Linked DNA regions of Mus musculus: region 1 is linked to region 2. A link is a contact called in public HiChIP or PLAC-seq data. All regions are on one chromosome and are shown on one strand. Each heading gives the region's core, a stretch centred on a gene start, on an enhancer-like site or on the middle of the called end of the contact. The rest is flanking DNA. Distances are from core to core; before and after follow the strand shown.

Region 1 (5,279 bases), core at 561-3,060, 180 kb before region 2:
CCCAATGGTATTTTAAGATGTCACCCGGGAGACCTCAAAGAGTCACCAGCCTTCCCCCCACCCCTTTCCAATTTGAAGTCTTAATGGGAGCAAGGAGGGCCTCAGCTGCCAGCAGCCGCGTTTCCAGCCACCTCGGGCATCACTACCTCCCAGCCGCTGGCCCTTCCTACTCTGTCCTTTCTCACGGCAGCTGTGAGAGGTTTAGGGGAAAACCAAGGCGTTTTCGTTTCATCTGGCTGCCCCCCTTACAAGAGAGAGAGAGAGAGAGAGAGAGAGAGAGAGAGAGAGAGAGAGAGAGAGAGAGAGAGAGAGAAACGAAACAGTTGCCTATCCCTGGTATCGTTGAAAAATAAATTCTCTGAACGACTCTGGGGCTACCAGGATGGAGGCATTCCCCAAGTCTCTGCCTATCTTTCGGGATGCAGACTTATGCCGGAGGCAGCCCTTTAGAACCGGCCTACGGTCGCCCTGTGCAACACTTCAGCCGCTGAGGTTGAGAGTGTGGGAAGGAAGTGTTTCTGCTGCAGAGCAGGAGGCGCGGTGCTAGGCCAGGCCCTCCTCGCCCTCTGTGCCCCACACCTCCCGGGTCCTCGCCCAGCTCCGGCGGTCCTCATCCCAGTTACCGGTTAGACTGTGCCAAAGAATCTGGGAGCCCCAGTCCTCCGGTTTCCATGCCACTATACTCTGCAGGGCCCCGTGAAGGCCAGGTGGAACGGGGTATGGCTCCTCCAGGCTGTCTGTGCCACCGAGAAGGAGCGCCCCAAGTGTCCGTGTCCTCCGGCAGAGAGGCCGCGGTGTACCGTTCCCAACGGGAGGTCTGGGGTTCTGACTCTTGGAATAGGAACGGCAGAAGAACTCCCCACGCCCAGTTCTCCTGGACGTCCTCCTGGTACCTTCCCTGACTGATGTAACCATATTTCTCTCTGGACCCGGGCTCGGGCAGCGGGGACACCCAGGTTCCTCTCATGTTCTGTCGGGCCTGGGCTCCTGCAGCGTGGGTGACCAGGCACCCCTATGTCCTGCTAGCCGGGTGACCCCCTTTTCTTCCACCACGGTACCTCCCATGTTCTCTGGGGTCTGGGCTCTTATTGCGGATCGCCTGGAGTCCAGCGGGGGTCCTTCCGGGAGTGGCATCCTGCAGTAGGGGCGCCCGGGTACCCCGGTGTCTTGCCAGCTGGGTGACATCCCCTTTCATGTCCTACTTCTAGGTGCTCCCCAAGTCCTCCCCGGTATGGGCTCCTGCAAATGGGGGCGCCCAGGTTCCCCGGTGTCCTCCCGGCTCGGGCCCCTGCACTCACCTTGAAGGCGACCGGCAGCGTCTTGTTGCAGCGCCAGTGCGAGGGCAGCACGGAGCAGAGGAAGTTGGGGCTGTCGGTGCGCACGAGCTCTCCCGCGTGGTCGGCCAGCACGTCCACCATCGAGCGCACTTCGGGCCGGGTGCGGCCGCCGGGGCCCGCGGTTGCCTGCGCGCTTAGCGCGCCGCTGTTCTCGCCCATCTTGCCGCCGCCGCCGCCGCCGCAGGGGAAGGCCGTGGAGGGGGGAGTGAAGCGGCGGCTGGTGCTCGGGTCTACGGGAATACGCATGCCGCGGCCGTCAGGGCGCGGGCGGCCGCAGCCGCGGGAAGCGGGAGGCGGGAAGGCGGCGGCTCGGGGCCCGGCCAGCGTGGGGGGTGGGGGGAGGGGCGGCGCCGGGGGAGGGGGTGCGCCCCGACGGTCGGCCGCGCGCCCGCTAGTCCCGCATCCGGCGCGCGCGGCCGCCCCACGGACTCGGCGGCCGCGGCCCCAGCCCGGATCCTAGAGAATCAAGTGGCGGCGACGCGGCCGCCCGCGCGGGGTTAGTACCCCGGGCCTCGGGGCGGGGCCGTGCGAGCGACGCGGGGCGCAGCCAATCGCAGCCCCCAGGCTCGGGGTTCGCCGTGGAGGACCCGGTGGCTCGGGCCCGCGCGAGCCAAGCAGGGGCCAGGCTCCGCCCCAGAGGGTCTAGACACCCGCGTCCCGGTAGCCGCGCGGGGAGCCGCGGTCCCCGGAGTCAGGAGCGGCCGCTGCGACCTGGGCAGACATCGGGTTTCCAGCCTCCTGGCTGCGGCTCGCTTCCCCTCCCTCGAGTCGCAGCCTGGCTGCTTCAGCTCTGGCCACCGCAGCCCGGAACCTGCACCCTCAGCTGGTTGCCGCGGTGACACCCAAGACGGTTTTCTCATTCCCTCCACTCCACAAACGATTTTGACCCTAGAGCTTCCACCCCACGAGGGAGTCCACAGCTCCGCGCGGCCTTGGCTCTCGTCTCTGTGGCTTCTGTGTCAACCTTCGAGGCAGACAGAATAGGGGTTGCCACAGGGACCAACAGTGGGGTGGGGACAACCACACGGCTCCTGTCCACTCAAAACTAATTTCAGGATCGCGCAGGCCTCGTGGAGTTGTCCTCTGTCTTGGCAGCTCATGGGTCTTTGAAAACTACAATGGGGCCTACAACAGTGTGCTTTTTTGGAACATTCCATGCTACACCATACGCATGCAACCACCGTCCGTCTAGTGGAAGTGGATGAGGGTCTGTGGCAGAAAGAAGTCTTAACGCTCAGACTGCTTTCTCCCCACGGATGGAAAGGGGTCCTCCTAGGGCCGGGCCATAGTCTTCTTGGCCCTAAAGCGCTGAGCCTACAGAGCTGTCAGGTGCCCTGTGGGAAATCGGCCCTGGGGTCTCTGTGTTCCTCATGCTCCGTGGCCCAGCAACTCCTGGACTTCACTAACAACAACTCTTTCCCGTCCCGTCTCCTAAGCCTGGCATGGGGGCACAGACACACAACTAGAGAGTCCACGGTCACCGGTCACCGAGGGCTGTGCTCTCCCCAACCCCGTGCACTCCTTGGACGGCAGCAACGAACGAATGCATGTGTTTCTCTCACTGCTTTGGAAATTCGACTGCATTTTCGTTGCCAGCGACAGTGAATCTGTCTGCAACTACCAATACAAGCCCCAGAAGCGACACGATTTAGGATCCGATGGCGACAGAGGCATCAAGACCTCATCCTGGCTCTGACCTCAGCTTAGAACACTCCATTTTGTCAAAAAACGAAATCAGGCGCTGTGTGTACAACAGCGGGGTACTAGGTATGTCCTGAGTCTAACGAGTGCCAGGAGAATTGTATTCTGCCCCTCTCTGGGCCTTATGCCAGCGCCTCAAGCCACCAGGGAAGCAAGGACAGTGAAGGTCCCTTACTGGAACTTTTTGAGAACCTATGATTCGGAGTTGACCATCACTAGGCCTTGGGCCGCCATGGAAACAGCCTCTGGACCAGAGGGGATCTAGGAAGCCTGGCCCTGAGCATGGGCCCTCAGGGGGCTCCCCTGGAAAGGGAGCACCGCTAGTCACCAGGTAGGACCCAGACCGAGTCGTCTATTCTGCCCTCGAGCGATTGTGGGCCGTGACTGGCAGCCTCTGCGATGCGATGCATAAATTCGATTTCTTGAGTGATTCCAGTTTGCATCTGCCCCATACTAGTCCCTCCGCCTGATTTCTCTTTCTGATCTTACAACAAATTAATAACCGGGTCTCCGGAAAGTGGGGCTACAGGAATGACCCAACATCTGACCCTGGGCCCGGACTCAGCTATAACCCTCGGAAGACGCGGGCACCAGATCCAAGGGTTGGGGAAGTGCTGGCCTTCAGTACGCAGCCTGAGGTCGCAGGTGAAGGGTCGCCCGGGCTGAAGCAGTGTCGTGAACCGCCCACTAGTTGGCGCTGGCGCCTTGCTGGCTGCTCAGTTGCCCCCACCAGACTCAGAGCACAGACTTGCGCCTGCAGCAGGGGCAGCACGGGCAGCACGGGTTTTCCAAGCCACGGAGCGTTGGGGAAGAGCTACTTTCTGGAGAGTGCGCGCCTGATTTCTCTTTATACCAGTGGTCACATATCAGGTAAATGGATAGTGTGGTGTTAGGCCGAGGGTTGCCTGCCCGGGTTCTCACAAAGAGATACGGTTCTTTGGAGTCCCAGATACCGAAGGGCCTGCAACCAGCAGAAGTCTCCCTTCAACAGAAAGGCGCCGCCCTGTTTCCCTACTTCTGTTCCTGAGCTCCGTTCTGAGGATAGGATAGAAGGCTCAGACTTTCATCCTTATACCTGTCTAGAACCAGACCAGTTTCCTTCTTTCTTCTCTGGACCGACAAACCTAGAACTATTTATGTATGGTCAAATTTTCAGACCAGGAGAGCTGCCACCAAACAGGACTCATCGCTCCCTCTCCCTTCCCCACCGTGCGTACATATGTTCCGTCTTTCTTTCTGTCCCACAGTCGGGCAACAGTCTGCCTTCTCTCAAATGCTCTCTTCTAAGAGCACCTCACTGTGTCCCCAACAGGGGACAGGAAGCAGAGATCAAAGCTCCTCTCTCACGTGTATGTCCATTGTAGGGTAAATTGGACCAGCCTGGGCCATCTACAGCAGGCTCTTATCCTGAGAGGACACCCCCGCCCTCCAAGCCACTAAGGCTTCTTGGCTGTGCAATGTTGCCTCTGTCTTTGAGGAAATGGACTGAGTGGGTCTCATTCCTTGGAAGTCAGGAGACAGGGAAGGGTAGGTTTCAGCACACTTGTTTCTGGCTCATCTCTGGTTAGTTCTTAAGTCTGCTTCCTCCATCCCTCTGGTCCAGGGACCCTGTGTCGAATATTCCTGAGCCTTCCTCTCAACTGTACAGGGGAGAACAGCTGAATCTGGGATCACGTGTGAAGTGCTTGGCACAGGACTGCTCCAGAAAGACGCTCTATCACGCCAACTGTCTTTGCCAAGTGTCACACCCTCACCTGTGAAACACTCATCTGGTGGTAGCTTTCACAGCGCTTTCTAGAACTCAGAACCTAGGACAGAGCTGTGGCCACCTTGCTCCTCCTTTCTCCTAGGCTGGCCTGAGGGCTACCTGCTGCCTACAGACTATCGGGTGCTTGCCTTTACATAGAGCTAGCACTGAAGGCAACTTTTGAGGGCCTTCTTGCTGTCAAGGCTCCAGACCTTCACTACTGCCCTCCCACAAGCAGCCCTGACCTAAGTAGAAAGTGACCATCACCATGGACACCACAGTCCTTTTCCTCTCCCCCAGAGGTGTCGGTTCCTTCTAGAAATGGAGTGTCTCCATTCTGGTCCCGGCACCCAGTGTGGATCCTGCCTACAGCTTAGTCTCTGGAACTCTCAGGGGACTTTCCTATGTTGAGGGACTTCTTTCTAACATTCTTTCTTGGGGAGGGGGAACTAGGGGTTCCTGCTGGCAGGAGAGGGGCAGTGAGCACTCCCTCC
Region 2 (5,347 bases), core at 1,334-3,833:
GGGATTACCAGACAGTTGTGAGCTGCCACATAGGTGCTGGAAATCAAACCAGGGTCCTCTGGAAGAGCACCCAGGGCTCTTAACTCCAGCCCCACATCTGACTCTTCAAGAGCAGCCAGAGTCAGCAAAGCTCCATGGAATGGTAGCTTTAACCTGTGGGGGAAATGTACCTTTAGAGAAGGTGTGCATGTGTGTGTGTGTGTGTATGTGTGTGTGTGTGTGTGTTTGTGTCTGTGTGTGTGTGCGCGCGCATGCATGAGTGTGTCTCTGTGTGTGAGTATATCTGTATTTCTGTGTGTGTATCTTGTTTGCATATGTGTATGGATAGATGGATGTGTCTGTGCGTGAGTGTATATGTCTATATCTCTGTGTGTGTATGTCTGTCTGTATACATGTAATATGTGTGAATGTGTGAGCATGTTCGTGTGTGTGTGTGTGTGTGTGTGTGTGTGTGTTTTACTGGAATTTGAACCCAGACTCTCACACAAGCTGCATACACCCTCTACCACAGAGTTACACCCCTAGGCTTCTTTTTACTTTCTTTTAAAATTTTATTAATTTTTATTTTATGTGTATGAGTGTTTGTCCAAATGTATGTGCCCTTGGAGACCAGAGGAGGACACTGGATGCCCTGGAACTGCAGCTATAGGAGGTTGTAAGCAGCCATGTGTGTGCTAGGAACTGAACCTTGAGTCAATGCTCTTAACCACTGAGCCGTCTCTCCAGCCCTCTGTTTTTACTAGTTCATTTTGAGACTGGGTCTCACTGAGTTGCGTAGGCTGATCTGAACTCACTCTGTAGTCCAGTCTGGCTTTGAACTTGTGATCTTCCTGCCTCAGTCTCCCAAGTAGCTGGGCTTATGAGCCTGAGCTATGAGGTCAACAGAATTTTAGAAGATTTTTTTTTTTAATTTGGGAGAAAAGGACAATGACTACCTTTGTAATTTGAGTCCGTGGATACATTCCCATTTTTAGAATTAAATTTAAATTTGAGATAATAAAGAAAAAATACATTTTTAGAATTGTTATGTTCCAAAATATCACATGGGGATTATTTATACTAAAAACAATAAGGCACTAGGAACTCCCCCTTGAGATCTGGCGTAGGGCAGCCATGACACCCCCGTTCAGAGTCATACTAGAAACTCTAGCTAATGCAATAAGGCAGGAAAAGAAAAAGAATCGCAGTTCAAGGGGAAAAAAGAGAGAAGCGTTTCTTCTCAGATTAGTTTAGGTTTTTTATGTAGAAAATTCAAAACAATCAATCACCAAATAGGAGGCCAGGCGTCACCCTCCATTGCCTTCCTGCCTCCCTCTCCTGACGCTGGCATTCTGAATGTGCCACGTTTGCTCAGAGCATCTGCTCCTTAAAAAAATAAACAAATCGTGTGTGTGTGTGATTTTTTTTTTTTTTTGTTTTACAAGACCAGCACACAGAGTCCCTGCCACTGCCCTCACCCAGAGTTCCCAACCCTTGGCCTCTCAACATTAGTTCGTTACTACCCAGCTGGACCCGCGCTTCCACTTCCACCAGTCTGCTCCTCCTCATGTACACTCTCTGCTCCTAGATGCCATCCAGGTCGTCCCCCCATGCTCAACGGTCCATCCCCTCTCCTCTGCTCTGACAGTTCACCAGTGGTGAAGGACAGAATAGGAAGGATGTGGGGACAGGACATGAAGGATGCAGACACGGGAAAACCTCTCCTGCCCTGAGAACTTGAAGCCAGGGAGATGGCTCAGCAGATAAAGGTGACTCCTGCTGAGCCTGAATCCCAGGCATCCACATAAAAGCCAAGCATGGCTACATGTGCCTGTGACTCCAGAGTTGGAGAGATAGAGACAGATAGATCCTGGGGGCTCGATGGCCAGACGACCTGGCCAAAATGGTGAGTCTCAGCTTCAGAGAGAGACCTGATACAAGAATAAGGCAGAGGGTAACAGAACAGGATGCCTGATGTCTTCCTCTGGCCTCCGAAGGAAAAAGCACATTCAAGAAAGCAAGCATGCACACTCACACACACACACACACACACACACACACACACACACACACACACACATATTACACACACACATATTACACACCACACACATACACACACACCACACACACACACGTATACACACACACAAACACACACTCACACACACACCACACATAAACACACACACACTCACACACACACATACCACACCACATACATACATATACTACACACACCATACACATCATACATATATTACACACACACATATTACACACCACACACACACATACACACGCATACACACACACACCACACACACAAACACACTCGCACACACACGCACACACACACACATACACAAAAATAATGTTCTGCAGGAAGTAAAGACAAAATGTCATCTGTCCAGACATGGGAATCTAAGGGGCTAAAATAATTGTTCTTTGGCATTTTCTGCATAATCAAAAATTAAAATCTCAGGCAAAGGGTTCTGCGTATCCAAAGGCCCCGAGACAGGGTGAAACACAGCCTCTGTACTCTAAGAACAGTGAGCAATAAGCAAGGTGGTTTGGCAGAATTAAGTGAGACTTGCTCCCATAACCACAGCAGGCAACACCCTTAGCACACATTCTAGAGGCCCCGGCCCCTGCCTGCCCATGGCTTTCCCAGGAGCTCCCGGTCTGCCTTGTAATCACCCGGTGCCCACCCCAGTTCAGACCCTGCTCTCTCCTGGACATGACAAGCTCATTGTCCCTTTTTCCTGAAGGCTACTTTTTCACAAGAGGTGTTCGGAGCCACCAGGTTTCTGTGGGCAGATGCCCCAGGGCACACGCACAAAGGCTCAATTGTCTGGTACCCGGCGCTGGACTAGCCGAGCAGGATTCTGCCCGATTCAACAACCCCACATCAAAGAGATGACGTCAAAGCTCCAGCAACCACTGAGACACAGCCCAGCCCTGGTGCCAAGGGCTCCCAGGAGGCTAATCCCACCCTGGAAGGTAAGAAGAGGGTAGAAGCAGCAAATTAGCAGGAGCTAGGGGGCGCTACTGTGCTGGGAGCCTCGACAGCATAATTGCATTCACTGAGCTGCAATTGGGAATAATAGTTAGAGAAGCAATAATCACAGGTCACACAGCCATACAAGCAGCCAGCACATTGGTTTCCCAGGCCTGCATCCTATCTGCATAGGACCCAGCCACCCAACCGCCACAGAGTGGCCAATAGAAACACCTCAAAAAGCCCCCCCACACACACACACACATAAGCCCCACCACTTAGTAGCTAGAGTCTGAGCTGACAATGGCTTTCTTGACCTTGAACTTGTGGACTGCCAAGAGACATGTCTGACTTGTGTTACATAGTCAGTCAACAACCCCTTACTGTGTCACAGACTCCAGAGAGCAGCTTACCTGTCCCACCTGATGGGGAAAGAAACACAAGGGGACCCAGGGCTGTGGGGAACAGAGCATCTCTGGTCAGCTCTAGGTAAGAGAGGAGTCCCTCCAAAGGCCCAGTGACTCTGAAGAGCTTGCTATCTCAGTCTACTTTCTGTGACTGTAACAGCATGCTCAAGACTGAGCCCGTCACAGAAAACAGAGAATTCGGTTCAAGGTTCTGCAGGGCCCGCTTCCTGGAAGGGCCTTTTCCATATGACAGTGTGGCAGAAACACAGAGGCAGCAACCCAGGACCTGATTACAGTGTAATTCTGGAACCCAGTGGAACTTTGATTTTTTTTTTCTAAGTTTACTTTTGTGTGTGTGTGTGGTTTTTCGAGACAGGGTCTCTCTGTGTAGCCCTGGCTGTCCTGGAGCTCACTTTGTAGACCAGGCAGGCCTCGAACTCAGAAATCTGCCTGTCTCTGCCTCCTGCGTGCTGGGATTAAAGGCATGCGCCACCACGCCCACCCTGTTTACTTTTAATGATGGTTCTTAAACACTTTAACCTTCCTTGTAGCCCACCACCCACCAGGAGCAGAAAAGAAAGGATACAGGGGAAGTGGACCTGTTTAGAAAGGTTCTTTGGAGCAACTCCCATCTGTGTTGTCTGGAAATTGGCAGTTCAGTTCACAGGTCAACAGTGGCAGCTCGATCCACTCACCAACACCTCATGGATACACCAGCAGTCCAGCTCGGTAGAGTCAGGATAGCAACAGCGGTGGCACGACCTAGCAGAGACAGCCAGGACTCAGTCTCAGCTCAAGTCAACAGGAGGGACCTAGAGGGACAGCAGGAGAAGTTCTCGGCTGTGCCTCTCTCAGGGAGGCGAAGATCAGCAAAGACATGAGACCCACAAGTGTTACACAACTAGTTCTATAAACAAGCCTAGCTCTCTCTCTCTCTCTCTCTCTCTCTCTCTCTCTCTCTCTCTCTCTCTCTCTCTCTCTCTCTCTCTCTCCCCCTCACTCTATGGAGTCCTATTTCTACCCTCCAAACATCACTTGTCCTCCACGTGTCTTGCCTCAGCACATGCATCTAATCAGCCTGAGTCTAAGGAAGCAGCAAGAAACTGCAGCACAGCACCAGAAGTTTTTTGGTTTGTTTCCCTCTGTGGAGTCCTGACAAATGCAGCTCAACTATGAAAAGTAAGGTGGATCAATACATGCGTGTTGTTAGCAAAGAATCCTTCATCTCATGTCCTTTCACGTGCTTGCTTTAGCAGAACATCCTCTCTCCTGTGTCTGCTTCAGTGAAATGTTCCTTCTCGAGTCTGCCTTTGCCTTTCACACCCATGTTCTCTTTAATAAAACTTCTTTCATGTGTTTGCCCCAGGAAAACACCATCCAACATAACTGACTTTCCAAAGAATTCTTAAGTTTCCACTTCACCCAGGCTAAGTTCATCCTTTCCCTCCCCCCACAAAATCCTCTCCAAGAATAACAATTTGGGTCCATTAAGGGGGGCCTCAGCCCCTGGGCCCTAACCATCTCTTAAAGGCCCCAACCTGTTCTCTCTCCACCTGTTCTCTTCCCACCTGTTCTCTTCCCACCTGTTCTCTTCCCAGCTGTTCTCTTCTCACCTGTTCTCTCTCCACCTGTTCTCTTCCCAGATGTTCTCTTCCCACCTGTTCTCTCCCCACCTGTTCTCTTTCCACCTGTTCTCTTCCCAGCTGTTCTCTTTCCACCTGTTCTCTCCCCACCTGTTCTCTTCCCAGCTGTTCTCTTCCCACTTGTTCTCTTCCCACTTGTTCTCTCCCCAGCTGCTCTCCTTCCACCTGTTCTCTTCCCAGCTGTTTTCTTCCCACCTGTTCTTTTCCCAGCTGTTCTTTTTCCAGCTGTTCTCTTCCCAGCTGTTCTCTTTTCACCTGTTCTCTCTCCACCTGTTATCTTCCCAGATGTTCTCTTCCCACCTGTTCTCTCCCCACCT

What was found. HiChIP or PLAC-seq counts read pairs in DNA pulled down with a chosen protein or histone mark.
Region 1: an H3K4me3 HiChIP or PLAC-seq map of craniofacial prominence shows a contact between it and region 2, with 2.6 times the contacts expected there. The contact joins the promoter of Runx3 here to the enhancer-like site in region 2. A contact is called at or near these places in 19 of 39 promoter capture datasets (the 3T3-L1 cell line, 3T3-L1-derived adipocytes, the C10 cell line and 12 more), 2 of 15 datasets of contacts at CTCF or cohesin (embryonic stem cells and large pre-B cells), 20 of 484 Hi-C or Micro-C datasets (the HPC-7 cell line, LSK cells, Th1 cells and 10 more), 24 of 115 datasets of contacts at active chromatin or transcription factors (Th17 cells, acute myeloid leukemia, bone marrow-derived macrophages and 14 more) and 3 of 9 other capture datasets (adipose tissue, liver and pancreatic islet).

The regions. Positions count from the first base shown.
Region 1 is chr4:135,149,076-135,154,354 of GRCm38.p6, reverse strand. Runx3 (runt related transcription factor 3) reads right to left here and starts at 1,810. Exons shown (of 5, transcript NM_001369050.1): 1 at 1,299-1,810. The coding sequence starts at 1,583.
Region 2 is chr4:134,973,032-134,978,378 of GRCm38.p6, reverse strand. No RefSeq gene overlaps it. Among named protein-coding and RNA genes, the nearest start is that of Syf2, 45 kb to the right of the region's middle. Within about 2 kb of position 2,583, at least 50 of the 459 cell types and tissues checked have an H3K27ac peak or open chromatin away from gene starts, as enhancers often do. A contact at or near this core is called in craniofacial prominence, embryonic limb bud and pancreatic cancer cells, where this site is marked.